Linked DNA regions of Mus musculus: regions 1, 2 and 4 are each linked to region 3. Evidence: chromatin contacts called from public promoter capture Hi-C data. All regions are on one chromosome and are shown on one strand. The core of a region is the stretch at or near the end of the contact, and the rest is flanking DNA. Distances in the headings are between cores, read along the strand shown.

Region 1 (7,197 bases), core at 928-3,427, 1.2 Mb after region 3:
AGTTAAAAGCACGGCTCTTCCAGAGGTCCTGAGTTCAATTCCTAGCAACCATCTATAGTGAGATCTGGTGCCCTCTGCTGGTGTGCAGGTGTACATTCAGACAGAGCACTCACATACATAAAATAAATAAATAAATCTTTTAAAAATTCCTAACATATAGGTGGAACAACATTATGAACTAACCAGTACCCTGGAGCTCTTGACTCTAGCTGCATATGTATCAAAAGATGGCCTAGATGGCCATCAATGGAAAGAGAGGCCCATTGGACTTGCAAACTTTATATGTCCCAGTACAGGGGAACGCCAGGGCCAAAAAGTGGGAGTGGGTGGGTAGGGGAGTGGGGGGGGGGAGGGTATGGGGGACTTTTGGGATAGCATTGGAAATGTAAATGAGGAAAATACCTAATAAAAATATTTTTAAAAATTCCTAACATTCATTCATATTCATATGGAAGATAAAGGTAAGAAGTATAGCTAATATTTAACACATGCTAATAAATTAAATTGCTAAATAATAATAGTAATAATAATAATAATAATAATGGAGTTGAAAGTTTATGCCTTTTGGAACTGCAATTTTGACAGAGGTGCTTTTTGTAATCCAGAGATGCTGGTGTTCTGTGCTTTAGCATCAGTATCATGAATCTTGTGAGTTCTGCCTAAACCTCCATGTAGAGACATTTAAGAACAATGTCACATGATCCAATATCCCTCAACCTTTGTGTGCTCTGTTATGAACACTACTGATCTGAGTGTCTCTTAACCACTGAGTCATCTCTCCAACCCGAGAGTTCTACATCTTGATCTAAAGACAGCAGGAGACTATGTACCACAGTAGGCAGAGCTTGAGCATAGGAGCCGTCAAAGCATAGGAGACCTTCCCCCACAGTGACACACTTCCTCTAACAAGGCCACAACTACTCCAACAAGACCACACCTCCTAGTAGTACCATTCCCTATGGGCCAAGTGTTTACACATGAGCCTGTGGGGGCCAGTTCTATCACCTCACCACAGGTGGCTGGAAAAGCCATCAGGCTAGGAGAGAACAAGGACAGCTTCTACTAAATGCTATTTAAATTCCCCTCTGCTCCAGACCTGTCTATACAGTCATGCTTGCTTTCCACAGTCACGTTTGGAAGCCATTGTGCTCACTCTACAGAGGAAATCAGCTGGGGACCAGAAAGGCTAAGGAGCTTCTAGCTCAAGGCCTCCTAAGTGGCAAATGACAGAGCTAGAGTGGATCTTTCAGGACACAGCCTTTGCACTGTGCTCTGATGTTTGACGTCTTACAGAGAGGTGTAAGGACTCACTGGAAAATGTGGCAGGTAAGAGGAGTCCCTGCAGAGGCAGCAGCAGCTGGTCTTATGTTTTTATGTTTTTATACAAGTGAAGAAGGACGCTGGAGACCTCACATGAAAATATGTGGGAGGTAAAGTGACCTAGGGGGTGTTTCTGAAGTTCCTCTGTGGTCTCCTTTCCCTTTTTTGGGAAGCAGGGACAGTGGTGGAAACTGAACCCAAAGCCTTGCATATGCTAGGCAAGCATTCTCTCACTGAGCTACACCTTGGTCTCAGTGCCTTTTCTGAACTAGTTTAATCTTAACATAGGTGTTCCAGATATCTCTGGCCACCAGTGTGCAAGGTGAGCAAATTTCTGTCCTGTCTGGAAGAGCCCATGACTTCATATGGATTCTGCTTCATAGCCTCAGTAGTGCTGCAGACTGATTGAAGTAAAGCATTTACCAAACACGAAAATATTGATTCTTCTCACCACTTGCCATCTGTTCAGGTGTTGCCCAAGTCATATCTCCCGAGCCATTTCCCCTAGGGATGACGTAGGAATTGCTGCTTTTAAGAATACACAGGGTTGTACTGCTCCAGCCTGTTGCACACTGATTTGTTCTACTTAACGTGGGAAATATATATTTTTATAGATCTGCGGTGTACAACCACCAGCGGATTAACTTCAGCATCCATGGGTAAGTTTGCGAAAGGCCTGCGTTGTTCCAGGCCCTGGCACATGGTGGTGCTGGGCGCTGGAACGAATCCGTGAAGCCCGGGCGCGCAGCCAGCTTCCGGGTTAGGTATCGCCTGGCCGACTTCACCCCGACTCTCTCGGCCCCGCCCCGGGTGACCCCAAGGAGCTCGTTCAGGGGGCGTGGCTGGCGCGGGGCATGCCGGGCGGGCAGGTGGGCAGGTGCCTGGGCGGGGCGCGCCGTGGTTGGCAGCGGGCGGAGGGGCGGCGGCTGCGCACCCCGAAGAGTGGTAGGCGGAGCGAACGCCAAAGGCGGCGGTCGGGACCCTGACATGGACAAGCTGAAGAAAGTTCTGAGCGGCCAGGACACCGAGGACCGCAGCGGTCTGTCCGAGGTGCGTGCACCGGGGGAGTTGGCATTTCTTGGACAGCTGCCCTGCTGTCCTCCGGCCCGCCGCGCCGAGCTCTGCCGGGACACAGCCACAGGTGGCAGCGCGAGCTTTGTGGAAGGCGTGGCTCCCGAACCCTCTCCAACCTTCCCTCCGAAGGGCTTGAGGCTCTGAAGCAAGACCTCAGAAATCTGTGGAGTGGGAGTGTGGATCCCGGGGCCTCCTGGAATCCGGGCCCCGAGCCCCATCCCAGCCGGACCGGCCAGGGAGAGAGAGCCCTTTGGAGTTGGGCGAGGCCGGCGGCCTTCGTGGAAGGATCCACCGCCGGATCGCGGACTAGTTTAGGTTGTGGGGTGTGAGAGCCAGACCTTATGCGTTCTGCTTTGTAATTGTAAAACTCCGTGAACGCCTGATAACAGGGACTTACCAGGTCTCCGAATCTCCAGGGCTACTTTCTAAACTATAGATTCTCACCACGCTCGGAGACTGCCAGTGTGTTTGTTTTGTTAGTAGGGCTTTGATGGCTCTGAAACTTGACCACAAAAGTCCTGTGCTCCAGAGCCACTCAGAATGTCATATTTTGGGTGCTTTGGAAGTTTGTTTACATTTCCTTTCTTGATTGAAGACAGAATTACGTTTTACTTGATGTATCCTTAGCCCCGGTTTCCCCTTCTGAGAAAGAAGGGTGTTGAACGAGATGCAATAGCCCCTTTTCCTTGGAAATTGGAGTTCCTCTTTAGTGTTTACTTGACTTTCTTGTGGTTTCCCCAACATTCTGCGCTCACTTCTGTGGTTGATTTTGTTCTGAGTTTTGTCTTTGCAAAAAAACAAAACAAAACACAACTGCATCTCAAAGAGAATAAATTATTTTGAAGCCAAATACGAGTGACCATGGCCCCAGGACAGATTCAGGTTTCTGCAAACTCAGTGTTCCAACATGATAACAGTTTGATAAGTTCTTAGAGTAACAGAACAAATTAACAAATTAAGGTACTTTTCAGAAGCATTAGTGGAAGCGGTAAGCAGGCAGTTAGGGCAGTGTGGAGGAATCTCAGCTGTGGCTCCCAGAGGCTGCCTGATAGCATTCGAAAACCTTGTTAAGATAATAAATTCCAAGGTGTTTTTCCCTAGCAGTTTCCGGGAGGTTAGTCACTGTTACATCAGACACAGGTGGGCAAGAAAGAACTGCTTCCTGGGGACTAAAGATAACCCAAGGGCAGTTGCAATTAGGCTCAGTAGCTGCAACTTTCCAATCTCTGCATGATCGTTAAAATTCAAATTAGTGATTTTCATGTTTTAATTTTTTCATTTTTAAAAAAAATTTCTGGCTTCTTGTGAACTTTCATATGAGAAGCTCCCTCCCCCCCACAAAAAGCCCCAAGATTTAGTTGACCGTCGCTGTCATGTAAAGATAAGCTCTGTAGAAGGAACAGGCTGTTGTACAAAGTTGGGGTCTTAAAGGAGACTGGCGGAGGGTACGGTGTTGACAGTGAGGTGGTGGTCATCTTCGGGAGTGAATAGTGTAGCGCCATTTGAAAACAAACTGCCTAGTTGTCCCCCCACCCCTTCCTAAATGGAAGGGCTTTGATCTCCACTTACACTTAGGCATATGTTACATCTATTTTAAAAAGACTGTGGCTTCACTCTTGTTTGAAAATATTCTCAGCGGGGCAGTGGTGGTGCATGCCTTTAATCCCAGCACTCTCGGATTTCTGAGTTCGGGGCCAGCCTGGTCTACAAAGTGAGTTCCAGGACAGCCAGGCTACGCAGAGAAACCCTGTCTCGAAAAACCAAAAAAAAAAAAAAAAAAAAAAAAAAAAAAAGAAAGGAAATATTCTGTTTCCTCTTTCTTAGTGCGATTCCTGTTGTGCATCATTGTGTGGCATTTCCAGGGCTTGAACCCCAGGAAATAGTCTGTAGCCAATAGGGTTCCTCTTGGGGATGTTTTGGCTTGGTAATCACCTACTAGGGCCTGCCTCCCTTTAAGTACTCATTAGTGTGGTCACACTTTCCATGGTTTTGAGCCTGGAAAAACTGAAGGCTCCTGTGGTTCTGTGGTTAAATTCCGTCTTCAAGTCTTTTTCAGTTATATAACCTGTAAGAGGTTCCCAGAAAAGTTAAAAAATTTTTTTTCTAATTTATTTTAGTTGCCAACCGAAAAAGTGTGAGTACTTCTGTCTTCTGTCCCTCCTCGGTAGCTGTAAAGTTGGCAGGACTCATACACACGAACAGCCTTACGATCCGAGTCTTCTGACACTCGTCTTCCTAATCACATTCAAGGCCTGGTTTCAGTGGAGTCCTTTCTGGAAGAATAGGCTTTCTGTTTTCTGGAAGGGTTCTTGGGACAAGGAAGGTCGGAGGGTGTCTGATCATACCTCTCAGGGATAAAACAGCGTTCCTCTCTTACCGGCTGCCAGTCTCGCCTCCCTGGGCAGTCCTGAACTATAGCTCTTGGCAGGAGTCTCTCTTCCTTCTGCATCCTGGAGTCAAAAGAACCTTTGTGCATGACCGCCAGTCCGACAGCTTGTGATTACGTTCCCTACGCGTTCTATCTAGGTACTATTTTAGCCGTTTTGATTTTTGAAAAAGCTCTGTGCTAGCAGGGTTGCCAGAAACAACAGCTTAGAGAGAGGTTTTTTCCATCAAGTGAATTCGCTTTCAAAAATTGACAAAAAGTACTTTCCTTTCACGGAGTCTACTTAGAAGAAGTGGAACAAAAGCTTTATCCTCTTCCCCTGACGGAACACAGATAGAGTGGGAAACATGGTGGTGAATTATCCCTGTTCCCTATCCTGTGCCCTGTCCCCACTAAAGAACAGGTTGCATTTGGACGATCGTTTAGGTTGTTTTGAGACTTTGTTGAGCCTAAGTGTTACTCTTGTCTGACGGTAGAAAGCAGAGCCATACTTTTTGGCAGAAATGCTTTCTCTTGCCGGTGATTTTATTTTATTTAATTTGTATTTTTTTTCTAGACAGGGTTTCTCTCTGTATCCCTGGCTGTTTTAGGACTTGCTCTATAGAGCAGGCTGGCCTCGAACTGAGAGATCCGTCTGCCTCTGCCTCCTGATGGGATTGCTTGCTGCTACCACCACCACCACCACCACCCCTACTGTCCATTTAAAGGGCCACTGCTAGTCTCCAAGTCAGTTGGGAATCAAACTGTGGTCTCCCACATGACAGGTGGGGGTACTCATCACTATGGTAACAGGATGACTCATGTCGGTGATTTTAATGTCTTCAGAGGCATGACTGTCACTGTCTTGCTTAGATTCTGGAATGTTATGAGTGCCAAGGCGAGTTCAACGTTGATACTTTTCAGTTTATCCCTAAACAGAAAAAGGTTCAACTTCCTGGGTGTGGGTGTGGGTGTGGATGCTGGTGATGCTCAGATGCTCATTCACTCCTCTGAAACTCCTCCTCTCCTTATACGGCGTGGCTGTTTCCACCATGCAGGACTGGGAAGAGTGGGCGCTGTTCCTTTCCTTCTGCTCTTGGTGGGAGAGTAATTACATGAGTTAGTCAGAAGAGGTCTAACTTGATTGTCTAGGGCCCTGTCAAGCCTGGTAGCAGCATCCATGGATACTTTAGAGCCAGGGAAGTTGGAGAAACAAGACTCTTCTAGGTGGACAAGTAGCCTCTGCTTAGAAACACGGGGCTCTGCTGTCGGGTCCTAACATGGTGCATGGTGGTACATGCCCTTCTTTATATATATGTACGTACACACACACACACACCACACACACACACACGGAGAGAGTTATAATTACATCGTTTCCCCCTTCCCTTTCTCCCTCGAAACCTTTTTGTGTATCTACCACCAGCTTGCTCCCTTTCAGATTCATGGCCTCTTTCTTTTGTTGTTACTGTTCTTATGTTGCTGTTGTTGTTACCGGATGGTGGTGCTGGTGGCCATGGTGTGTGCGAGTGTGTGTGTGTGTTACCACCTGCTCAGCCTGCATAATGTTACTTGTGTATTTTCAGCTGATCACTTGGTATTAGATAACCAGTTGAGTGCTCCCTGGGGAAGACGGTTCACCTGCTCCTAGCATTCCATAGTTGCCTGTGGTTGTCTAGGGTTGAGGCCTCTTTAAGTCCCCCCCGCCCCCTGTCCTCTTTAGCATGTCTATTGATGCCCCTTGTCCAGGTCGTGTTTAGGCAGCCTTGTTAGTGGGACTTCAAGGGTGTAGCTCCTGACATTTCTAGAAGACATAATCTTACAGCAGCCTGCCTGTTCCCCTGGCTCTTAAAGTTTTTCTGCCCCTTCTTCTGCAATGACCCCTGAACCATAGGTGCTGGAGCTCTGTTGTAGAGCTATCAGATGGGACTGGGCTCTACATCTCTGTATTTTGATTGGTTTTGTTTTTTTTGTCATGGTCTCTTTAGCAAAGAGAGGTTTCTTTGAGGAGGGGTGAGTACTACACTTACCTGTGGGATAAGGACAAATATTTGGAATGTAGTTAGGGATTGTGTAGCACACCCCCTTTCTGAGGTGCTAGAGATGGAACCCAAAGTCTTGCTGATGTTAGGTGAGTTCTGTACCACTGAGCTACACCCCTAGCCCCCCTCCCCAATGTGTCTTCAGGGTTCTACTCTGCCAAGTTTCTACAGATGCTCAGAGGGTGTGTGTGTGTGTGTGTGTGTGTGTGTGTGTGTGTGTGTGTGCAGTGTCGGTACCTGTGACTCTATGGAAGTTAAGAGGAGGGGGCTCCTTTCTGATGACTTAAATAGCTTTCCCCTGGGTGGAGATTAAGCCTTTCTGCACACCTGGGGTGCCTCTTTGTCATCGCTTCCAGCTTCTGGTTTGGCAAGTGGGAAATAGGTCACTGAGGCAGG
Region 2 (7,058 bases), core at 324-2,823, 1.2 Mb after region 3:
GTGGTAGTTTGAGTAGCAGACCTGTTGTTGTCGCTGTTAGGTAGAATGATTGAAACTAAACTCAGCCTCAGCCATGACCTATGCTGAAAGAACAAGAGGCACATTTGTTTGTTTATTGAAACAAGGAATACATAGGCCTGGAATTTGCTATGTAGACTAGGCTGTTTTCAAAAATCACAGAGATTCTATACATTTTTTTCTTGGCCTAATGCAGAAAAATTCAAAGGAAGACTTCATATAGTAAGAATGTTGGAGGCTTGGTGAAAAACACACACACACACACACACACACACACACACACACGGCACTTGGGAAGAAGCAGAACAATCAGGAATTCAAGGTCCTCCTTAGCTACAATAGTGAATTGAAGGCTAGCCTAGGCTGGCTGTATGGAACTCTTTCAGAAAGAAAAGAGGATGGATTTCGTTGCATGTAATTTGCTCATTTACCTCCTTATTAGGTCTTCTAGCAGATCTAGATGATGTGAGGTTTACAATGTAACGTCAGTGAAAGGACCCCAGCCTCCTTGGGAAGTGCGTCAGGGGCCAACCTCTGGAGGTCAGTGATGGTAGACAATCCTCCACTATTCGGGATGAACATCTTTATCCTCTGCGGAAGCTGAGACGCCCTACTTTCCGTAGGCAATGGAAATAGAGTAACTATGTAGGAACCAAGGATAGGATGCCAACGGAATGAATTAATCCAGACACCTTGGGCAGGGGAAATTGATGATGGGTTCCTGGGACAGACACACAAACAGAAAATACCTGAGGAGGAAAAGGTTTACTTGGCTTAACACCTTCTGGTAGACAAGGTAGGAATTGAAGCAGAAATCATGCAACAACGCTGCTTAGCGGTTCCAGCGTCGATGAAACAAACACTGAGTGAATAAGAGAGGGGGTGTTGGAATTGAGATGGTGAACAGTTTTGAGATGCTCAAACATTAAACCATCTCATTTTGAGGCAGCTGGGGCCGAAAAGAATCAGTTGTGTTTTACCCAAAGATACACACAGTTGCACTGCAAGCATGGACGGAGCACCGGGCTTTCAGCGTCGTTTCCACTACACCTGTGTGCGGGTAGAAAAGTCTTAAAATATCATAAGGATAATTTGACGTTTCTTTCGTGGTACAAAGAATCAAACACAGGGCGTCGGCGGTTTGCACGGTAAGAAAGTGGGGCTCTTCCACTGGGATTCAAGGTGGAGGAGCTACTATTTGTCATTGGCTCCAAAGTCGCTGTTGGTGCTGGGCTTCCTGAGCGATAGGGACATTGGGCATGTCCTCTTCACCACGACTCATAAGCACAAGAGGTGATGACACTGCTTGGAGCGGTCTGTAAGGAGGAGGTAAGGCAGTGAAGCACGGGGCTCTGGATCCAGAAAGACAAATTCCCACATTCACTCTGGGGTGACGTCACCCGGAGACTTCAGGGCGGCGCGCCAGAGCGACACCCCCGCGCTCAAGTCCCGCCCCTCAGCGTCTCCACGTAAGACGTGTGTCACCCTGAGCTAGTGGTCCCGGAAGTAAAACCAGGAGGGGCGGAAGAGACGGCGGAAGGGCGGGCCTACGGCGCGGCGGCAGGGGGCGGGGCCGAGATGGTAACGGACGCGCCCAGGAGCCGCGCTGCAGAGAGGGCCATCGTGCGACCGCTGCCGCAGGCGCTTGCTCCGAGTAACCCTGCGGCTCCGCTTCTGCCATGATGATCCACGGCTTTCAGAGCAGCCACCAGGACTTCTCCTTCGGGCCTTGGAAGCTGACGGCGTCCAAGACCCACATCATGAAGTCTGCGGATGTGGAAAAGTGAGGCTGTGGGGCGGGGCCGGGCCGAGCCGAGCCGAGCCGAGCCGAGCCGGGCCAGGTCCGGTTGGTGTCCGGGCTGGGGGTCTGACGGTCTCGGTGCAGCCTCACGCGGTACTTGGGGCCGCAGGCTCGGTCCCTCTGACCGACCGTTGATTGACAACTTCAGTAAATGGTCCTGTTCCCTGCTCGCGGCGACCTCTGCTTGCTGGAACTGTAGCTTCTCAGGGTTGAACTGAGCGCGGCTGTTTTGGTGGACTTCACCTAAACCTCGCCGCTCCTTTTTTTCCTACCTAAGCCTGCGCAACCTTTCTGGGCGCGATGACCTGTTCCCTTGCGGGCAATGACGGAAATGGTATTTATGTTTAGTTTTGAGCTTCTTTGGTTCTGTGGTGTGCTCTTGAGGTTCTGAACATGAACCATTGAGTACCACAGACTTCAGAGGACGTGAGACCGTGTGACGTTACTGTGTGACTGTTTAGGATGAAGATTTCAGGTTTTTTTTTTTTTTTCTTTCCTTCTTTTAGCAAATCAGGTGCTGTGATAAGCACTTGAGATAGGACAGATGAAAGAGAAAGGCCCAAGGAATTCATAGTTTCACGAGAGACCGTTATATTATTGTGTGGTTGGTTAGGATGAAGATGTATACAGGTGTGTGTGCGCGTTAGTGTGTTCGCGCGAGGGTCAGTGCACCTGGGCAGAATCTTGATCAAGTCTGGAGACTGGATGGCCGGGTAAAGCCAGCACTCAGACTGAGATCTGAGGTGTTTGGGGATGCCTATAACTGTATCCTGACAAAGTTTGGGGGGGGGGCGCCCTGGCAGAGTGTTGCCTCCCTCGTCATTGGAGAGTTCTCTGTCTTGCTAAGAAGTTTGAATTTTATATAGTAGTCATCAGGTGTAGTTTTACTCAATATCTACATGCATCGTGGTTGTGTCTGGAAGGTTTCTTGGAGGTGTTGTAGAAGATGGAGGGCTGGAATGCTGGAGAGGAGGCCAGTAAGCAGGAAAGAGATGACAGAAGCTGAGATTCAGTGCTTAAGTTTGGTAGGCAGTTGATGGAAAGAAAGAAAAAGGGAGGCTCTTCAGGACCTTTTGTTGTTGTTGTTGTTGTTTAAAATTTACATATGTAAAAGAATCCTTTTTGAAACATAAGTTGTTTCAAATGTTATTAATTCAGAATATGTTTCTAATAGAATTGTTTTTGTTGTATGAGTGTTTTGCTGCATTGCATGTGGGCCTGGTTAGGGGGTGTCGTGGGAGAGGGGGCTGGATCCTCTAAATCTTAAACAAGGCCCAAACACCTCATTTCTAATGTTATGTTTTGCCTTTAGCAAATAGATACTACCAGTGATAGAGCTGAAAGACAGAGCATTTGAAGCAGCCTACCATAACGGAGCTGCTTTTCATGTAGCTGCACTATTGTGCATGACTACTAAATTTCACAAAACCTGTTAAAAGCCCTGGAGCTACCTTTATTATTTCATATTTGCTCTAATTCAGGAAAGTAGTTAAAACCTGTATTTTACAGACTCATCTTGTGGATCTCAATCTATCATTGTACTTAATCTCTTAGTCATTTAATGTTTTCTATCCCTTAAAGGTTAAGAATAAATTTTACCTAAACTTATGGTGAAAATGCCATTTCATTGTTTTTTTTTTTTTGTTTTTTTTGTTTTTTTTTTTTTGTTTTTTTGTCGTTGTTTTTTGAGACAGGGTTTCTCTGTATAGCCCTGGCTGTCCTAGAACTCACTCTGTAGACCAGGCTGGCCTTGAACTCAGAAATCTGCCTGCCTCTGCCTCCCAAGTGCTGGGATTAAAGGCGTGTACCACTCGCCGGGCCATTTCATTGTTCTTAACCATCTTAAAAATATGCAGTTTAGAAACCTCAGATAACAACAGGTAAAATAGAGTATGCACCCAGTTTTTGTCTTAATATACATCTTAAATATTTTCCCATCTTTCCTCTAAATAATTTAATGGTTTTATAATATTTCATCATATGGTTACAAATTTGTATAACCATCTATTCTTGTTTGTTTGTTTGTGACAAGACCTCTACATAGCCCTGGCTGTCCTGGAACTATGTAGATCAAGCTGCCATCAGCTCACAGAGATCTGCCTGCCTTTGCCTCCTGAGTGCTGGGACTAAAGATATGAGCCACCATACCAGGCTTAGTTATTGGTAATTGAGACAGAGTCTTTCTACATAGTCCTGGTGCCCTGGAACTCACTATGTGTAGGTAGGCTGCCCTTGAACTTGACCTGCCTGCCCCCCCCCCACCCCCCAAGTGGTAGGATTAAGGGCTTGTGTCCCCTTGCCTGGCCGTATAACCATTTATTTTGTCCTTTATGAAAATAAACAGCCGGGCTGTGATGGCTCACGTCTTTAATCCCAGCACTCTGGAGGTAGAGGCAGGTAGATGATCTGTGAGTTGGAGGAGAGCCAGGGCTACAGGGAGGAAAAAAACAGCATACGGCCCTTTTCACTATTATAACAGAAGTTATAACCATTAGTATATATAATCCAACCTCTCTGTATTTGGGGTTATTTTGTATAGATTAGTACAGTTTATAATTTGAGTCAGAAAGTATAAATCCGATTAAATTCTTTGAATGTTTTTGCTTGATTGTAGCTCCAAGGAGAAAGTCGATGTCCTAGAACATGAGTGAGTGAGCCAGTGTGATTAGGGCCCCAGGGGGGAATGTAGGTGACCTAGAGAGCCTAGTGAGCTGGTGCTGTGGCCTCAGGGGGGAAGCTGAGTCTCCTTGAGAGCCCTGTCAGCAAGTGTTAGCTTCTATCCTCTTTCTTCAATGGGATTGTTTCTTTTTCACCAGCTTTGAAATTTCTAAGAAGTTGACAGTTGACATTTCTACCAGAAGAGTTGGTTTTTGTCCTTACAAGCAACAGGCTCTTCATTATCTTTCCTTCAGAGCTATTGTTGATGCAGTCGTGTAAAAGCACAGAGTTCAGCAGATGTGGGAGCGTAGTGCATTAAGTCACCTCCTAGGCGATATTCAAACTTTTATTTTTAAACTGTCAGGGGTCTTTGATGACTCATAAATGAGAGAAATATTCTCCATAAAGACCTGTATTTCTTTCCTCTTAAACCTAACTTGTTTTATTTAATCATATAGGTTTTTAAAAAATTATTGATTTTAATATATGCACAAAGACCAGTTTGGTGAGTCTACTAGGAAATAATTTTAAAGCTATTGGAAAGACTATAATCATGCATAGATCTTTTTTTGACTTTATGTAAAACTGTAACCTTTAAAAGTTTTATTAGCATATATTGATATGTAATGGGTTTCATGATGACATTTTCCTATGTGATTCCTGGCAATCTCCTTGTTCCTACCTAGTCCCCTTCTATTTTCTTGTAAGAATATGCTTTTTCTTTTTCCTTTTCTTTTTCTTTTTCTTTTTCTTTTTCTTTTTCTTTTTCTTTTTCTTTTTCTTTCTCTTTCTCTTTCTCTTTCTCTTTCTTTCTCTTTCGCTCTTTCTCTTTCGCTCTTTCTCTTTCGCTCTTTTTCTTTCTCTCTCTCTTTCTCTCCCTTTTTCCTTTTCTTTCTCTTTCTCTTTCTCTTTTGCTCTTTCTCTTTCTTTCTCTCTCTCTTTCTCTCTCTCCCTCTTTTTCTTTTTCTTTTTCTTTTTCTTTTTCTTTTTCTTTTTCTGAGACAGGGTGTCAGTGTGTAGACCAGGCTGGCCTTGAACTCACAGAACTGAGCTTAAAGGCATGTGTCATCACTCCTTGCAAGAATACAGTCTCTTTGGTATTATTTTACCCTACCTCATAATTGTAACTATTTAGTTCAAGAATCTAGAAGTTTTAACAAGGAAAAAGGAAAAGAAAGCCTTGTGTGCTGTCATAGAGCACTTACATAGAGCTCTTGTGCTTTATTTAGCATCCCTTAGAATTTTACTCAGAGCCAATTTAAATTGTACTTTATGATTATAACCACACGAGAGTGAGACGGAAGGGCATCATTGTATGTATGCCCTTTGCCCTAACAGTTGAATTGTTATTTTCATCTTTGTTTATTATTATACAGTATTAAGTGTATTTGTTTGTTTTTCTAGCCTGTAGTAGATTAGAAACCAGTTGAGAAGGATATGGATAACTCAGGGATAGAGCCGTCATTCTGGAGCTACTGAAGGTTTACACACTCAGTTTAACTTGGCGCAGCCCATATGTTCTTACATGTGAAGATTGCTGCCAAGAAATGGCAAAATAAGATTTAAGTTTTCTGCTTAAGGACACAGAAAAGTTAACAATTTAAATTAGATAATTTTAAAGCAGCCTTGTCAGAACCTTATCTATATATCTGCACTTATGTTAATGTTACAGTTTATCTGCAGAATTCCCAAAAGGAAAAAATTTATCTTTGCCAACAATCTCCCTACCCAGATGGAGACACTGGTCAAATCCTGGTGTATTTTAACTAGCAACTCAGATACTTAAATATACACTTTAAGAGCCTTTTATAAGGCCAGCCAGATAGCCTGCCTCCTTCCCTCCCTCCTTCCTTCCCTCATTCCCTCATTCTTCTGATTTTTGATTTTTCAATGTAGCCCTAGCTGTCCTGGAACTTGCTTTATAAACCAGGCTGGTCTCTAATTTATAGAGATCTGCCTCCTGAGTGCTGGGACTAAAGGTGTGTACTGCCACCACCACTATCCGAGCTCATTCCTATCTTCATAAAATAAAAAAACTTCCTAAGTTAGAGTGACAAGAAGTTGATAGTTCCTAGATTAGTAAGTGGCTAGCTAAGACTTGGCTCTTGGAATCCTCATCGCACCGTTAGAAGGTGTTGATTCAGGGAAGCCTGTCAGAGTAGAAGACTTAGGACCTGGCAGCCTAGGTGAATGAACAACTTTGGTGATTTATCTTTTTGGTTGTGAGCCATCTCTCTCGTCCTAGCTCTTGTAATCTAGACAACCGATATATACGTGCTTTCTTTATCTTTATCTCATTTCTTCTATGTATGCTCAATCTTTTGTGTTATAGGTTCAACAGGAGCCAGAAAAGTTAGTTATATTATGAGCAAAATGTTACATATGTCATTGTAAAATCTGGTGTAAAAATAGTGGTCAATGGCCGGGCAGTGGCGGCGCACGCCTAAAACCCCAGCACTTGGGAGGCAGAGGCAGGCGGATTTCTGAGTTCGAGGCCAGCCTGGTCTACAGAATGAGTTCCAGGACAGCCAGGGCTATATAGAGAAACCCTGTCTCGAAAAACAAAACAAAAAACAAAAAA
Region 3 (7,537 bases), core at 3,147-5,646:
AGAGCACCACCAACATCTTAACCTCAGCCAATAGAAAGCCTATACTCCCCAAATCTCCTCCCACTCCCCAAGGCTCATACAGTCTTTGGATAAAGTGCACAAGTTATTTCACCAAGGATCAACTAAGACTGGCTGTTTTTACTGAGCTGCAACACTTGGGGAAAGGCTCTTTACTCCAAAGCATTCATCATTGCATCTTGGACCTGACTGCTTAGCCAGGCTCTTGTTACCCACAGAGGCTCTTCACATGGCTGCTGACAGTGTTGCTGGCAATCCCAGCACCACCACCATCACCATCACTGCTGCTGCAGCCACCACAGGACAGTAGACCCCAACTACCTGCCCCATGCGGGCTTGAATCTCTTTATTTCCTTTTTAAGAGCCATAACACTCCCAGCATTCCTAGTCAAATCAGAGACCCGTGGAGCCTCAATCACAGACATTTTATCAACCTCAGTCTGGCACACAGTGATGTCTGATGCCTGAGGGGAAATACGGACTGCAGACTCCCATCCTGGTCTTTGTCCAGCTTTCCCTGAAGCAGAGTATTGGTAACCAACAAAGAGGCAGAACTCGGGATCACATATCTATCATCAGTCTTCTGACCCAGAATATTTGACAGGCTTTTCTGTGGAGCAGGAATTGTGAAGGGCTGGCCTACCTGCTCCTTGCCAAGTGTGGCAGTTGACTTCTTTGTCCATGTTTGTCCATTTTGGACAGCATTTTGCCTGCAGTTGACCTCCTCCTCTCCCATTCCTTTCTCCTCCTCCCCCTAGTCTCTCTTGAGGCCCCTCACTGAATCAAGTCCCACCTTTCTCTCTCTATTGCCCGATCATAGGCTCTAGCCTTTTATTAACCAATTAACTTTAAATTGGGGAGCAAGTTTTACACAGCAAAGACCAGTGACCATGATAATTCTCTTGTCTGGGGGACAGATTTGGGAGTTCATATTGTAGCAATTACAGCCATAGCTGCAGACCAACCCCCAAACTACACTCTCTCAAAGGCTGAAAGGCAGGGAGCCTCAGTGGTCTTCCCATCTCTTCTCTCCTTGAAGCTCATGTTGCAGGACTGAACGGAACCATGTCCAGCTTGTTCCCTGTCTTCACACTTGCTCTGAAGCACTGAGCCATCTCTCCAGCCCTGCTTTTTGGAATCTTATGTTTTGGTGATCCTATAATTCAATAGGAGTAAAGACGAAATCAGCCCAACAGCATCATTGCAGATTTATTATGTTGATTACATACGATACATATTGGTTACATCTATCTGCTGATATATAAAGCACCTTCCAGCAGAAATCCACGAACCCATGGATTAATTTACTGCAGCCATGCACTGTCTCAAAGATTTGCTTCAACCACTCCCCATTTGGGTAAAGCTGCACTAAGAACCAAATCGTTGAACTGAGGGAAAGCCTGATAGATTCTCCTCTTTTTAGCAGTTGAAGGAAGCCAAGCAGACAGTATGGCTTAGAGAACTACTTGAATATTCATGTCTGAAATGCATTGCTCCAGTAAAGTACCTGGACCCATTCTGAGACGAGAGTAAGCATTCTTAGCCAGTAAGTCTCTTTTGTTGGGTCCCTTGACAGTCATTGAAAGCATGGGACTCTGATTTCAAAATAAGAATTCAAGGGGGCTACAGAGATGGCTCGGCAATTAAGAGTACTTGTTGCTCTTACAGAGGGCCAGATGTTGCCCTTGGGACTGTCCTTGGGCGTACAGGGGTAAAAGGCACAGAACCAACAACGCAGACTCTGGGAGCCAAATGAGAAGTGCCTTTATACCCCCAACCCTGTCCCCTTGGTCCCTCATAGTTGGCACCAGCTGATTGGTTGCCCTGGTCACATGCTCTGTCTTTGTGTGTCTCAGTGTGTCAGGCAGGTTCCAGGGTTAGTGAATGGGGAAAACACTTGCTGAGCATGCTTGGGCCATTGTGGACTGCTCATCAGAACACACTGATTTACTCCTCCTACATACTGACCCCTTTCAGTTTAGAAGTTGGCAGCTCAGTAGGAGCCAAAGTCCTGTGCTCTGACCTTGTTATCCCACCTCAAGGGGGGGGGGGGGGGGTGACCAACATAGAAAACCGTGCCTGTCTTAGGTTGCCCTGGTTATTGGGATCTTACCTGTCACTGACTACAGGCTCTGGAAGGTCTGCCTCCCTGGACAGCATACCCTGGTGGGGTGGGGTGGTCTATTGGAAAGCCTTTCATGTCTCTGAGAACCATGCTGATATAACCTCCCAGCACTGATATAACCACAAGGAGATTCACAACCATCTGTTCCTCCAGCTTCAGGAGATCCAATGCCATCTTCAGACCTCCATGGGCACATAAAGTACTTATATGCATGGTGCTGGTTGGCTTTTGTCAATTAAACATGAACTTAGACCTATCTGGGAGGAAAGAATGTCAATTGAGGAATTGCCTTCTTCAGATTGTTCTTGATTAATGACTGATGTGGGAGGGCCTAGCCTACTGGGTGGTATCATCCTGGCAGGTGGTCCCGAGTGACATGAGAAAGTAAGCTGAGCAAGCTACAGGGAACAAGTCAGCAAGCAGCACTTCTTTGTGGTCTCTGCTTCAGTTCCTGCCTCTGGGTTCCTGCCTTGAGCTCCTGCCCTGATTTACCTTCATGAGGAACTACAACTGTTAAACTGAAATAAACCCTTTCCTCTCCAAGTTGTTTTTGGTCATGGTGTTGTATCACAGCACTCCAGGGCAAACAATGACATACACACAAACAAACACTCATCCACATAAATCTTTCTGAAAAAAAAATTAAAGATCAAAATGGGTCACTGACTAGCCTCTTATATACATACGTGTGTGTGTGTGTGTGTGTGTGTGTGTGTGTATGACTCTCAAAGACTAAAACTTAGCATTGCTTTTTTTCTTACTTCGGAACACATGTTCACCTTTGAGAGAAGGTGTCAACAATGGCCCAGCACCCTCTGCTCTCTTCCTGACAACCTTCTCACTTTTGCAATGGAAACTGCCATTTCCCTCAGCAAAGTTAAAAATGAGAATATCAATTAATTTAAGCCACCATTCCTGATTCTTAAAAAAATAAATAAATATATACATCAAAAGAGCTATCCATTAAAACAACAAAGGAATCCTAACCTTCTCTTTCAATATATCAATAATCTCTGTGCAGTGATTAAGCCATCATTGCTCTTTGCTCTTGTCAGCCATAACAACATTTCAAGAGTGAGTCTTCTGTGTCGTACTATATGTATTAAAAAGCACAGCTCATCTATGCCTTGGCATTTGTGCTTACACACACATTAGTGAACAGAAGCAATAAGTTTAAAGTAAAATGTTTAACAACAGCTTCTCCTGGGGGCTGTAAAGGCAGCTCGGGTGTTAAGTGCACTGCTCTTGAAGAGGATCAGAGCTTAGTTTCCAGCACCCCGATCAGGCAGCTCACAGCTACCTGTAACTCCAACACAGTGGTATCCCATGACTCTAGCCTTCAGGCATAAGCACATACCCATGCACATATTACTTAAAATAATATTTTGATTTTTAAAAACGATTCTTTTCTTAACCACAGGCTCTTGAACCCTCTCCTGAGCTGCCTCTGCTGCCGTGCTCCCCACCCCCACCTCTGCTTGCCCAGCCTTATTTAAGCAAGAATCCTAAGTCAGTTTAGCACATTTGTTATCTGATCACCCTGGTCTGCTTTCAACCAGAATCCAGTTTAGTGGGTTTAGCAAGAATCCCTCAATCTTTGATAATTCCTCTTAGTAATTATCCACACTCTTGACATCCACACCCCTTCCTCTCCTTGGCTATAAATCACCAACCCCCAAGTTGAACTCAATCTTTTAGTATTTTCAATAAGTATGAAGTGTGTGTGTGTGTGTGTGTGTGTGTGTGTGTGTGTGTGTGTGTGTGTGTGGTGTTTGTTTAAACAAGGTCCAAACAGATCTCCGACTGTAGAATCTTTTTCTGAAATAAGAAGATTTTCGAGGTCTCCTGGAACATGGTTGCTATATTCTCCACAGAGCTGTGGGCAAACAACTCGAAAAAACTTCTTCACACCTACTACGCCCAGGAAACTACATGCTTGGGAGTTAAAGGGCAATACTACAAAAATCTTCAAGTTCGCTTCTTGGTATGCTTGGATCAGCGTTCTGGACAGAACAAGAACGATGAGCCCGGTCACCCCTCCGCGCACAGAGCATTTCTGGATGCCTGAGCGGAAAGGCTGCGGTGTTCCTCCGAGCAAATGCCCACCTCGGCGGCCGCAAGTGAGCCAGCCACCGGGCTAACGCGGCTCGAAGCACCGAGGTCGCCGGAAGCGCCGCCGAGACCTGCTGACGTCACCGCCCCTAGCCCGCCCCTAACACCCTGGGCTCCGCCCACCCCTCCCCTCCCACCACGTGTCCTCGCTCCCTCCCGAGGGGCCGCGCTGGGGCGGCGGGAGCGGTGGAGACGATGGCGCGGTGAATGCCGGGCCACAGCCTTCGTCGCCCTTTGCGGCGACGCCGCCCGCTCGGCCGGGGTGAGTGCGCGCGGGCTGCGGGATCCGGGCGGCTCGTCCTCGAGGCCGGCGGAGGAGGCTGGGCCACGGTGGGGCGGGGGCCGCCGGTGGCAGTGTCGCCTCCGCCGCCGCCTTTGTTGCGGGCCGGCCGGGGAGGTAGGCGGCGTGGGCTGTCGCCGCCCCGCAGGTGGACCGAGGACCTTAGTGGTGGGCGGGGGTGGCGGGAGAGGGTTGGACAAGATGGCTGGAGCGGGCAAGGGCGGCGGCGAGCACCTTCGTGCCGGCCCCTCCCACCACCCGCCCCGCAGCTGGGCACAGGCCGCGGCCAAGTTCAGGTCCCGGGACTCCTGTGACCTCACGAGTGTTCCTACCTCCCCATGCCTCCACCCACCCCAGAAACATTGAAGAAGCTGACTCTGAACTCCGGGAAGATCCTTGCTTGGGAAGTCCCGGGAAATGGAGCTCACAGATGCACACTCTCTGCATACCCAGCAGCTGCCCGCAGTCTCTTCTGGGGAACCTCTTTGTACCAGCCTGAGGAGGCTTCGAATAGAGAGGATTTGCGACCCAGAGGCGAGGAGAAGTCCAGCCAGGTTTGGGTTGGCCTCTGCCACCCAGGCACGCCCCTCTCTGCATCATGGACTTGGCTTTGGGAGGTCCTTTGAGGCAGAAAAACTGTTAAGTTTCTGAAGTAGCTTGTGGACAGCGCCTATGAATCTGGAAAACCCAGGTGATAACTATTTTGGGCTAACTATTTAAATTTCCTATCTAGGCTGAGATACTTTGATGTGGTAGCAAATCAGCACCGCCCTCCTCTGGTCCTGATTCCGTGCTCAAACAGTCCTGGCAGTGGGAACTTCTGCCCATCACTGAGCTGTTTGAAACCTCTTCCCGGGATATTTACCCACTGTTCTAAGTTCTGCCCTTCTGCACAGAGGCTCTGTGAAAACTACTCTGGTCTCCGTGCCACAGGGGGCTCTTTAAATATTTGAAGTTAGCCAGATAAATTATCTGCCCTCAGCCTCTGTAATAATTAAATAAGCCAGCCACCTTTCTGAACCCCTTCCTTCCAGCTGGAAGCAGACAGTGCTTTGACCTAAACAGGTTTGTGTGTGTGTGTGTGTGTGTGCCTGAGCCGCCCTCTCACAGACTAGTTCCCACTGACACCTGATTGTCTGCTAACTCTTGAATGCAGAAATGGAGTCCCGGGCCTACCCTCTGAATTTGACCCTGAAAGAAGAGCAAAAGGAGGAAGAGGTTGAGATCCAAGAGTTGGAGGATGGCCCCATAGATATGCAGAAAGTACAAATCTGCTCAGAAGGCGCATGGGTAAGTAAAGTGTGAGCAGTCCAGCCTGAGAGCCAGGCTTGCTTTGGGGGTCTTCCTCCCGGAGCAGACATGGAAGTAAGAATAGCCCAGTCTCCTGTGTTTACATTCCTGAGAAAACAGCCTGGTGGCTTCAGAAGACAAATAATGGAGGAGGTGGTTAGAGGACAGGACTTCCGGCAGCAAGGCTGATTACAGGTCTCAGAAACTTGTCACTCTTTCAGTACCTGTTTCCCCTGTGCCTGACAATAGCACCATACGTATTACAGGCACCAAATTCATGGAAGACTTGGGTCATAGAGCTGGCATGAGAGGTGTATGTCTCCTAGGTGTGAGTGGAAGTGCCAGGCTCCACAGATTACACAGGTACAGGTGCAACCGTATTTAACACACACATTTATTTACAGTGTTACTAGAGACATGGAAATTGAATATGAACAATAAATTGGCATTGCTTAGTTTTTCGTTGTCTATAAACATTTATCAGTAGCATCAGTACAAAATATCCTTGGTGTCCCATGAGCGGGAAGCCCTTCATCATAGAACACAGAGCTGTAGGCAAAGAACCAGAAAGACCCTTCTTCCAAATTATCTGGTCCACTCCTCCTACAGAAGGGAACTTCAGGTACCCAAGAGTTGTCTGCTTTACTCTGAAAATCCTTACATATTGGCTTCCTGAGCTGCAGCCCCGCCAGTGGAGCATCTTTCTGAGTTAGGTTTCATAGTGGCATCATAAATAATTGCGGGACTCTGGGCTCACTGGTCTGGAGCGGTTGCATTTATCTGTTCATGTTCTTTGTGCACTATGTTCTCAGTTCTGACTCAGGCAGGAGTCAGTCCTGTCTAGCTTGAAGGAAGACCTCAAAGCGGTAGAAACCCTGGATTCTGAGGCTAAATTGAGCGACCCAGTGTGTCTAAATGGGCTGGGGAAGTACGGAGAAGCATTAACAGTAGACATCTTGATTGTGCTGAGCAAGTGAGAAGAGCCAAGGGAAGAGCATGTCTTGCCCAGCAAAGAAAGAAACGAGCAGAGTGCCTGGAGGAGGGAGCCTGGCAGCTGGAGGGGTAGGCCTAAGATGTGGGCATTTGTTACCTCTGGGAAGTCTACCATGTACCTATAGTTACTGCACAGGGTTAAGACAAGATCCCTGCCTTCATGCTGCCCCCTGTCTCATGAGGGGGCTCATGACTCTCAAGACAGCAAAAGATGCCTAACAGGACTGTGGAGGTCAACTCAGGATGTTCTCACAGGCAAAATCATGCCTGACAGTATTCTTCCTGGAGAAGGGCTGGTCTTAAGCAGTGGACAGTTGTGCCCTCCCTACTCTAGAGCGTTTAGCAGTATACGGAGACAACTATTTTAGTTGTTGTGACCCACGGTGGAGGTTGAGATGTGGAGTCCTCCTGGCATCTTCGATTTCAGCCAAGGATCTCCAAGGAGCTACAGTGCAGATGAAGGTACCCTGCCTGTATAATAAGGAATTGAGTAGTCTGAAATGTCAATAGCATGTGCTTGAAACAGATCTACTAGCACATTAAATTAGGACAATGAAAAATAGAATATGTGTTTTAAATGCATATTTTGATAATAAATAGGTAGTAAAGACTACTCACACATAGGCTCTGTTCTATGCTGGAGTTGGAGTAGAAATACAGTTTCCGGCAGACAAGAGCAATCCACTTTGAGTTGAGCCTTGTAATGAGTGGGATGAGCA
Region 4 (6,783 bases), core at 3,393-5,892, 1.1 Mb before region 3:
TCTTCCTTCCTTTTATACACTTTTGAAGGGCTAAGAGGTTAAGACAGTCTCTCACACTGCAGCCAGGCTGGCTTGAAACTAACTGTGATCCTCCTACCCCAGCCTCTTGAGTGATGGGCTGCACAAATGAGTTACCATGTCTAGCTTACCACTTCTATGAGCAAACAAACTGGTTTTTCCTTTTATATTCTTCCCCTGTACATTGAAGATCATTTACTGACCAGTCTCTAAGCTTACAATAAGAATTTAACTGGGGCTGGTGAGATGGCTCAGCGGTTAAGAGCGCCAACTGCTCTTCCAAAGGTCCTGAGTTCAAATCCCAGCAACCACATGGTGGCTCACGGCCATCCATAACGAAATCTGATGCCATCTTCTGGAGTGTCTAAAGACAGCTACAGTGTACTTACATATAATAAATAAATAAATAAATAAATAAATAAATATTTTTAAAAATAATTTAACTGGAGCTGGGTGGGGCTGAGGACATGGTAGGGAGCTCACTACCAACTGCTTCATTCATGAAGCCCTAGGCTCGAGTCCCAGCACCACATTAAACCCAACACTTAGGAAATGGAGGATCAGAAGTTCAAGGCTATACTCGGCTAGGTCAGGCCAGCCTGAACTACAGAGACCTTGTCTCCTAAAATAAATTTTAGAAAACAACAACAACAAAGGGCTAGGAATGTAACTCATTGGGAGAGTGCTTGCCAAGCACAAGGCTCTAGGTTCAAACTCTAACACCATTAAAAAAAAATCAAATGAACGACGACAAAAAAGAATGCCAAGACTAAACAATACCACAAGCCTTCTGAAAGACAAAGAGCCTCGGTGTACAAATTTGTCACAATTGCAACCGGTGGCCTGAACTGCTAGGTCAATTTATTCCACAGAATTAATGGAAAGCATAGAGAGTGTTCCAGGCACTTGTGGGTGGCGTGATTGGTAGTTAAGGCTTGTGCCTGGACCTCTCTGGCTCTTGTAACTTGTCTGTTATGTAACACTGGACACTGGTACTCCTTGGAGTCTATCCCTTCACTACAGGGCTCATTGGGTGGCTAGGAGATCACATACCTGACACTGGCAGTTACTGTCCTTTTAACAACTCTAGAAAGGCAATGTCCATCCTGGTCCACAGAACAAGTTTCAAGACATCCAGGGCTATAGAAAGAAACCCCATCTCAGAAAACAGACAGACAGACAGACAGACAGACAGACAGTAGATTTTATTTAGTGCTTGAACGGGCACCATTGCTTCCTTCTGTGGCCATAAGGTTCCCTGGATGTCTTGAAACTTGTTCTGTGGACCAAGCCCTCAGTTAGAGATGTGCCTGCCTCTGTCTCCCTAGTTCTGGGGTTGAAGGTGTGCCACCATCACCATCCAGATCAATAAAATCTTACCCCCAAGTTACACTACACAGGCATCTGCACTGAAATCTACAAGGCATCTGGAAAACCAAGCCATGATCTCTCCTTGATATCAGCCGTAGGTCACAGCCTTACTTTTAGTCCTAAGAACATGGAATAATACCAGCCACGGTACATAGATCTATCTGTTCTGAGCTGGAAGTGGGATCTAATCCCTCTGCTAAACCTTGTATGCAGTTCTGAGGCTTCCTCTTGGGCACTCCTGGATAATGAATGCTGCAGAAATGCACAATATGGAGGAATCCTAAAATCAAAGGCATTCCTGGGGAACATAAGGAATTGGAGTGAGTTCCTCCAGCCTTTACTCTTAAGGATTAGGCATCTTTGAGTGAAAAGATACCAGCTTCTACCAAAGTCAGACCCAAGGTGTATATAGACAGCTGCATACACTCGGATTTGGCCTGTGGGCCCCAGTTCTCTCAGCATGCTTTGGAACTTCTTTCTCTTTTCCACACTAACCTTATCTGTTTTCATTGCTTCCGTTGGCCCTTGGCCCACAGCCACTCTCTCGGTGAGGACTCTGTTTAAGAAGAGCTGGACTGGATCAACATCTGGGGTGAATGGGATACCCTGAGTGGCTCTTATACCAAAGTCATCAAAATGTTACCTTCTTTAACTATGAACCCATGTTCAACAGCTAGGAAAAAAAAAAAACAAGTATTGGCCTGTGTACCACTGATTGCTAACTCCACGTAAGTCCTCGGTTGGCCCCATTCACACATTTAATACACTGGCATCTAGATTTCTCATTGCTTTCTTCCTAGGCAAATAAAAATACACCCAAGTCAACTTCCCTTAGCACCAGAAGCAAGGCAGCTATGCATCCATGAGTCCTGAGGCTTCAGGATTAGAAACTGTTTAGCTACCTCAAACAAAGGGGATGCCTGAGGTTGGCCATTCCAGGGAGTTAGGTGTAGCTGGTTAGTGCCACTCAGTCACCTTTAGCGTGGCTTATTTATCTAAGGCTTTTGAAGGGGAGCGTGCTTGTCATAGTATGGTCAAACAGGTAAGGCCAGGTCTGATGCTCCTGTCCTGGAGTCAAGAATGCTGGAAAGTGAAATGCAGAAACCTGGAGTCATGGTCCTCTGAGGGAAAGAAGACTCTAAGAGGGAGAATGGTGTAAAAGAAAGGTGGAAGAGCTGGTGGTGTGGCTTACGAGGTAAAGCCACTTGTTACCAAGCCTGATGGCCCGAGTTCAGTCCCTGGGGCCCACACGGTGGAAGAGAGCTCCTGAGACTTACCCTCTGACGTCCATGTACAGTCATGTCCATGCACACATTCCCCACAAACACACACGTGCCCAAATACACACACGCATACACCCACACACACACACACACACACACACACACACACACACACACACACGTGCACATACTCATGCACACATACACACACTGTAATTAAAACATTCATCAAACAAAGAGTAGAGAGACACAGTAGGAGCATTCTGAAAGCTCTGGAGGTCAGTCAGGGACCATCACTCCTGGGAACATCTCCCAGAGTGTCCTAGGATGCCCAACCTGAGCATCACACGCTGCTGCACTCCCAGAGAGTACGGCCACTGTGAAGACTAATCTATGATACAGTGAAGACTCTACTAGATGCTCTAAATTTATCTCAGATGCAATGTTCTAAGATCGAGGGAGGGACTTGTTTATGTTTTTTTTAACTGATTTTTTTTTTTAATTATAAAGAAAGGTTGGCTTCCCTATCAATTAAATCTTGCTTCAATTGGGAAAACTATCATTTAAGTCATTACATTAAGTGTTTGAGATTTCTGCCTGAAGAAGGTCACTTTCAATTTAGTAAACATCCCTAAGTCATCACGTTAATTCCCAGCCAGTCACCCGAGAAATGCTGAGTCAGGAAACATAACCAAGCATTAGCTAACTAGCCATGAATCCACTCGACTTTATTCATTTCTCTCTTGGCAGAGAAGCAAGAAAAGGAAGCAAGCCATCAGAGACATTCACGCATCATTCATTCAATAAGTATTTATTAAATGCCTAGTGCCAGGCGCTATGCTAAGCTAAATACAAGTTTCATTGAGCTATTAATATTCCCACCTACATTATATGTGAAGGTTTTTAAAGAATAAGGTACTGCTTTCCATAAATAACCCATTTTAACTCCTGAGGTGCTTCATCTTCATTTCTGACCTCATGCCTTCCCCCACAGAGAGAGTTATACACCCCAGACCCCATTCCTCTAGAGACTCCTTTCATCTGTCAAGCACTTAATGAGCAGAAACTCACAGTAGAAACACTAGACCTGTACTCGCTGTGTTTAAACTCCTTGAAAAACACAAGTCATAAGAAATGATTCATATTATCACACTCACAGGTTTTTATTCTGCGTTTGGGCTTTGTTTTAAGGGGAATAACTTACTGTTCAAAAAAGTCTTTTTAAAATAAGAATGTGTACATGCATGTGTGCACACACACACACATACACACACAATCCAAATGTAGACAAGGATGTATAAAACCTAGAAATAAAATCTTAAGAGTCTCACCTTATCAGAGGATTTATTACAAAAGAGGCAAACCCCTTTCCTATCTTCTAAAAACAACTGACATCCCTCAAAATTTAGAAACCAGGAAACGGTCTGCTCTAAAAGCTGATCACCAGAAAGGATGATAGGGCTGGAGACATCCCAGGTTCCCACTAGGAATGGACTAAGGGCTTATATCTGGCCAAATCCTCTCTGACACCTCCGTGTGGAGCTGATATGAACACTCCAAGAATGCCCTGGCACACACCTGCACACAGGGCCCTCATGTGTGTTCCCCCCACACCTGCATGCCTGACTCCTCCAGAGAGCAAGCTTACCTACATACACAAAACACCCCTGACCACCCAGAAGGAGAGGTGAGAAACCTCTCTCCCTCTGCCTCAGAGTCTCCCGAGGCTGCTGACATCACAAAAGTGTCAACTGGCAACCTCATTGTCATGCGGTTCTCCCCTGGCTCCCCTTCACTTACAAAGGCAGGGAAAGGGTGAGACCTTTCAGAGCTGCCAAGTGGGCGAGCTTCCAACAGCACTCGGACTGAGCAAGTAGCAGAGCCACCAAGCCGGCAGCAGGGCACTGGGCCTCGTGTTTCAACTTCTGTTCAGTTCTCCTGTAATGGAAAATTGCTTTGCACAAAGCTAGAGTGTTACAGTTTTTTCCAGCACCCATCCCCTGCCCTGCCCCACCCCTCGGCAGCCTTCAGATCAGAAGGACAGCTTGTACCCGCCCTCAGGAAGGTAGAAGGAGGGGAACCTTGGCTTCTTACTATGTCCCTTGCTTCAGGCCCTAGCTCCAAGTTGTTACTCTTTTCTCTTGGAATGGGGTTGGTATCAGGGTCCAAGTGTCCAAACAAGTGTGTGTGTCAAGACCAAGAAGTAGCCTGCATAGATTTGCACCTAACGGAATACCCAGCTGATATTCCTCTGAACACCCGGAGACTATACCTGAACAATAACAAAATCACTAGTTTACCAGCTTTGCAGCTGGGATTCCTCAGTGACCTCGTTTACTTGGACTGTCAGAACAACCGGATTCGAGAGGTGATGGATTATACCTTCATCGGGATCTTCAGACTCATCTACCTTGACCTCAGCTCCAACAACCTAACTTCCATCTCCCCTTTCAGCTTCTCAGTGCTCACCAACCTGGTGCGGCTGAACATTTCACACAACCCTCACCTGTTGTATCTTGACAAATACGTCTTTGCCAACACCACGTCTTTGAGGTACCTGGACCTCAGAAACACCGGATTGCACATCATCGACCATAATGGCTTCCACCACCTGGTGGTGCTCCAGACTCTGTACCTAAGTGGGAACCCCTGGATATGCAACTGCTCCTTCCTGGACTTCACCATCCACTTATTAGTGTCCCATATGGACCACCCAGGTAAGGGGTTGATTGGCAGTGGGTGCCATGCCATGGGAGGGACTGGTTTCTGAGAGGGGTAGTCAAAAGATGATCGGGATGGAGGGAAAGCTGTGTGAGATGGTTAAAAAGTACCGTCACTGTTTGGCCCGGCCCCCTCCTTGGGTTGACTGGAGAGGCAATAATGCTTAATAGCAATAGTTCTAGAATGAGAATTCAGAACTCAAACATGTCACCTACCACTCCTGTGCCTTTAGAAAAATCTCATTTCTCTGCACCTGTTTTCCATTCCATAAAACCGGTACATATTACATAATTTGCAGAATTGTAGCCAACAAAATGTGTATGTAAATGATACAAAATGTGTACTGTAATTGTAAAGTTACAAAGTAATTCAAGGGCACTGGGCTCCCCTGGGTAAACTGTGTTAATCTGATTAATGCCGTGACTGAATTTTTCCAGGGTCTAAAATAAATTCAGTCCTTCACAGGTGAGGGAGAATCCAACAGGGCTCAGGGAATGTTCCACGGGTGTGGCAGGGGTGGGGTGCACAGGAGCCTCGGGGACAGCAAAAGACAGAGGACAGAAGGAAAGCCTTTGATAGACTTGTTTCAAAATGCTGAGCTCACAGGAAAGTGCCAAGCTGGGAGAGTCCGGTGTTATAGACTTACCTGGGGAGAGTTCCAAGCTAGGTGCTGCCACTGAGGCAACCCTCTCTGCAGTGGTTCCTTTAGTACCCCAGTGTGTCACATCCCCATCCCAGGGACTCTGTTGTCTCCTTCAACCCCAGGTAAGTCAGAGCTTCAGAGAAATGAGACCCCTTACAGAAAGCCTGGGGCCACTGGTACTGTCCCTGGGACATGGCGATTCCTAGCCAAGAACGGGCCTGCAGAACGGAGAGTCATCATTCCTCCAGAGCTCCGGGGTGATCGTGTCCTAAAAGGCCTTCCAGGCAGGAAGCCCACTGGAGTGAAGCAAGCCAGGATTTCCAGACCAGATTTAAGGAGGCACTGAGAATAAGCCCTCAGAGTAAGTGCCTCCTTAACTTTTGTGCCCTGGGCATCTGCCAAAAATCTCATCCTAAGTTGTTAGAATAACAAAAAAGGAACCATAACTTTGTCAGAGATCTCAGTAGCACTAAGACTGAAGACAGGAGCGGTGGCCCTAAGTAGCTTCCTTCCCATCTTCTCTAAGATGGTTCTACAGAGTTCTCTCCCAGAGAGTCAACTGCCCTGCATTGAATGTAGTTCCTAAATGTGATTATTCCTGCCAGCTCACATCGTATCTGGTGCAAAGATATCACCTTTTCCTGCCCATCCCCACAGACATACACACATTACACATTTTTATTGCTCAGATGTGTTTTAATTAGCATTTGTTGCTTCCTATAATATGTTACATTCACTCCCCATTATGTCTCTTATCCCACTCCTTTCCTACTCATTTCTCTTCTTTCATGGTGTGTGTGTGTGTGT

The links. Promoter capture Hi-C pulls out the DNA fragments that hold promoters and counts their contacts. Capture Hi-C pulls out chosen DNA fragments and counts their contacts.
Region 1: a contact with region 3 is called in a promoter capture Hi-C map of adipose tissue, with 3 times the contacts expected there. The contact joins the promoter of Sft2d2 here to the promoter of Pogk in region 3. A contact is called at or near these places in 1 of 39 promoter capture datasets (liver) and 1 of 9 other capture datasets (adipose tissue).
Region 2: a promoter capture Hi-C map of adipose tissue shows a contact between it and region 3, with 2.5 times the contacts expected there. The contact joins the promoter of Tiprl here to the promoter of Pogk in region 3. A contact is called at or near these places in 1 of 39 promoter capture datasets (liver) and 2 of 9 other capture datasets (adipose tissue and liver).
Region 4: a promoter capture Hi-C map of the C10 cell line shows a contact between it and region 3, with 3 times the contacts expected there. The contact joins the promoter of Lrrc52 here to the promoter of Pogk in region 3. A contact is called at or near these places in 2 of 39 promoter capture datasets (the C10 cell line and hippocampal neurons).

Annotation. Positions count from the first base shown.
Region 1 is chr1:165,189,413-165,196,609 of GRCm38.p6, reverse strand. Sft2d2 (SFT2 domain containing 2) reads left to right here and starts at 2,177. Exons shown (of 8, transcript NM_145512.4): 1 at 2,177-2,370. The coding sequence starts at 2,308.
Region 2 is chr1:165,231,473-165,238,530 of GRCm38.p6, reverse strand. It overlaps Tiprl (TIP41, TOR signalling pathway regulator-like (S. cerevisiae)), which reads left to right and starts at 1,573. Exons shown (of 7, transcript NM_145513.4): 1 at 1,573-1,801. The coding sequence starts at 1,698.
Region 3 is chr1:166,406,687-166,414,223 of GRCm38.p6, reverse strand. It overlaps Pogk (pogo transposable element with KRAB domain), which reads left to right and starts at 4,396. Exons shown (of 6, transcript NM_175170.4): 1 at 4,396-4,517; 2 at 4,893-5,226; 3 at 5,692-5,825. The coding sequence starts at 5,208.
Region 4 is chr1:167,464,639-167,471,421 of GRCm38.p6, reverse strand. Lrrc52 (leucine rich repeat containing 52) reads left to right here and starts at 4,642. Exons shown (of 2, transcript NM_001013382.3): 1 at 4,642-5,329. The coding sequence starts at 4,708.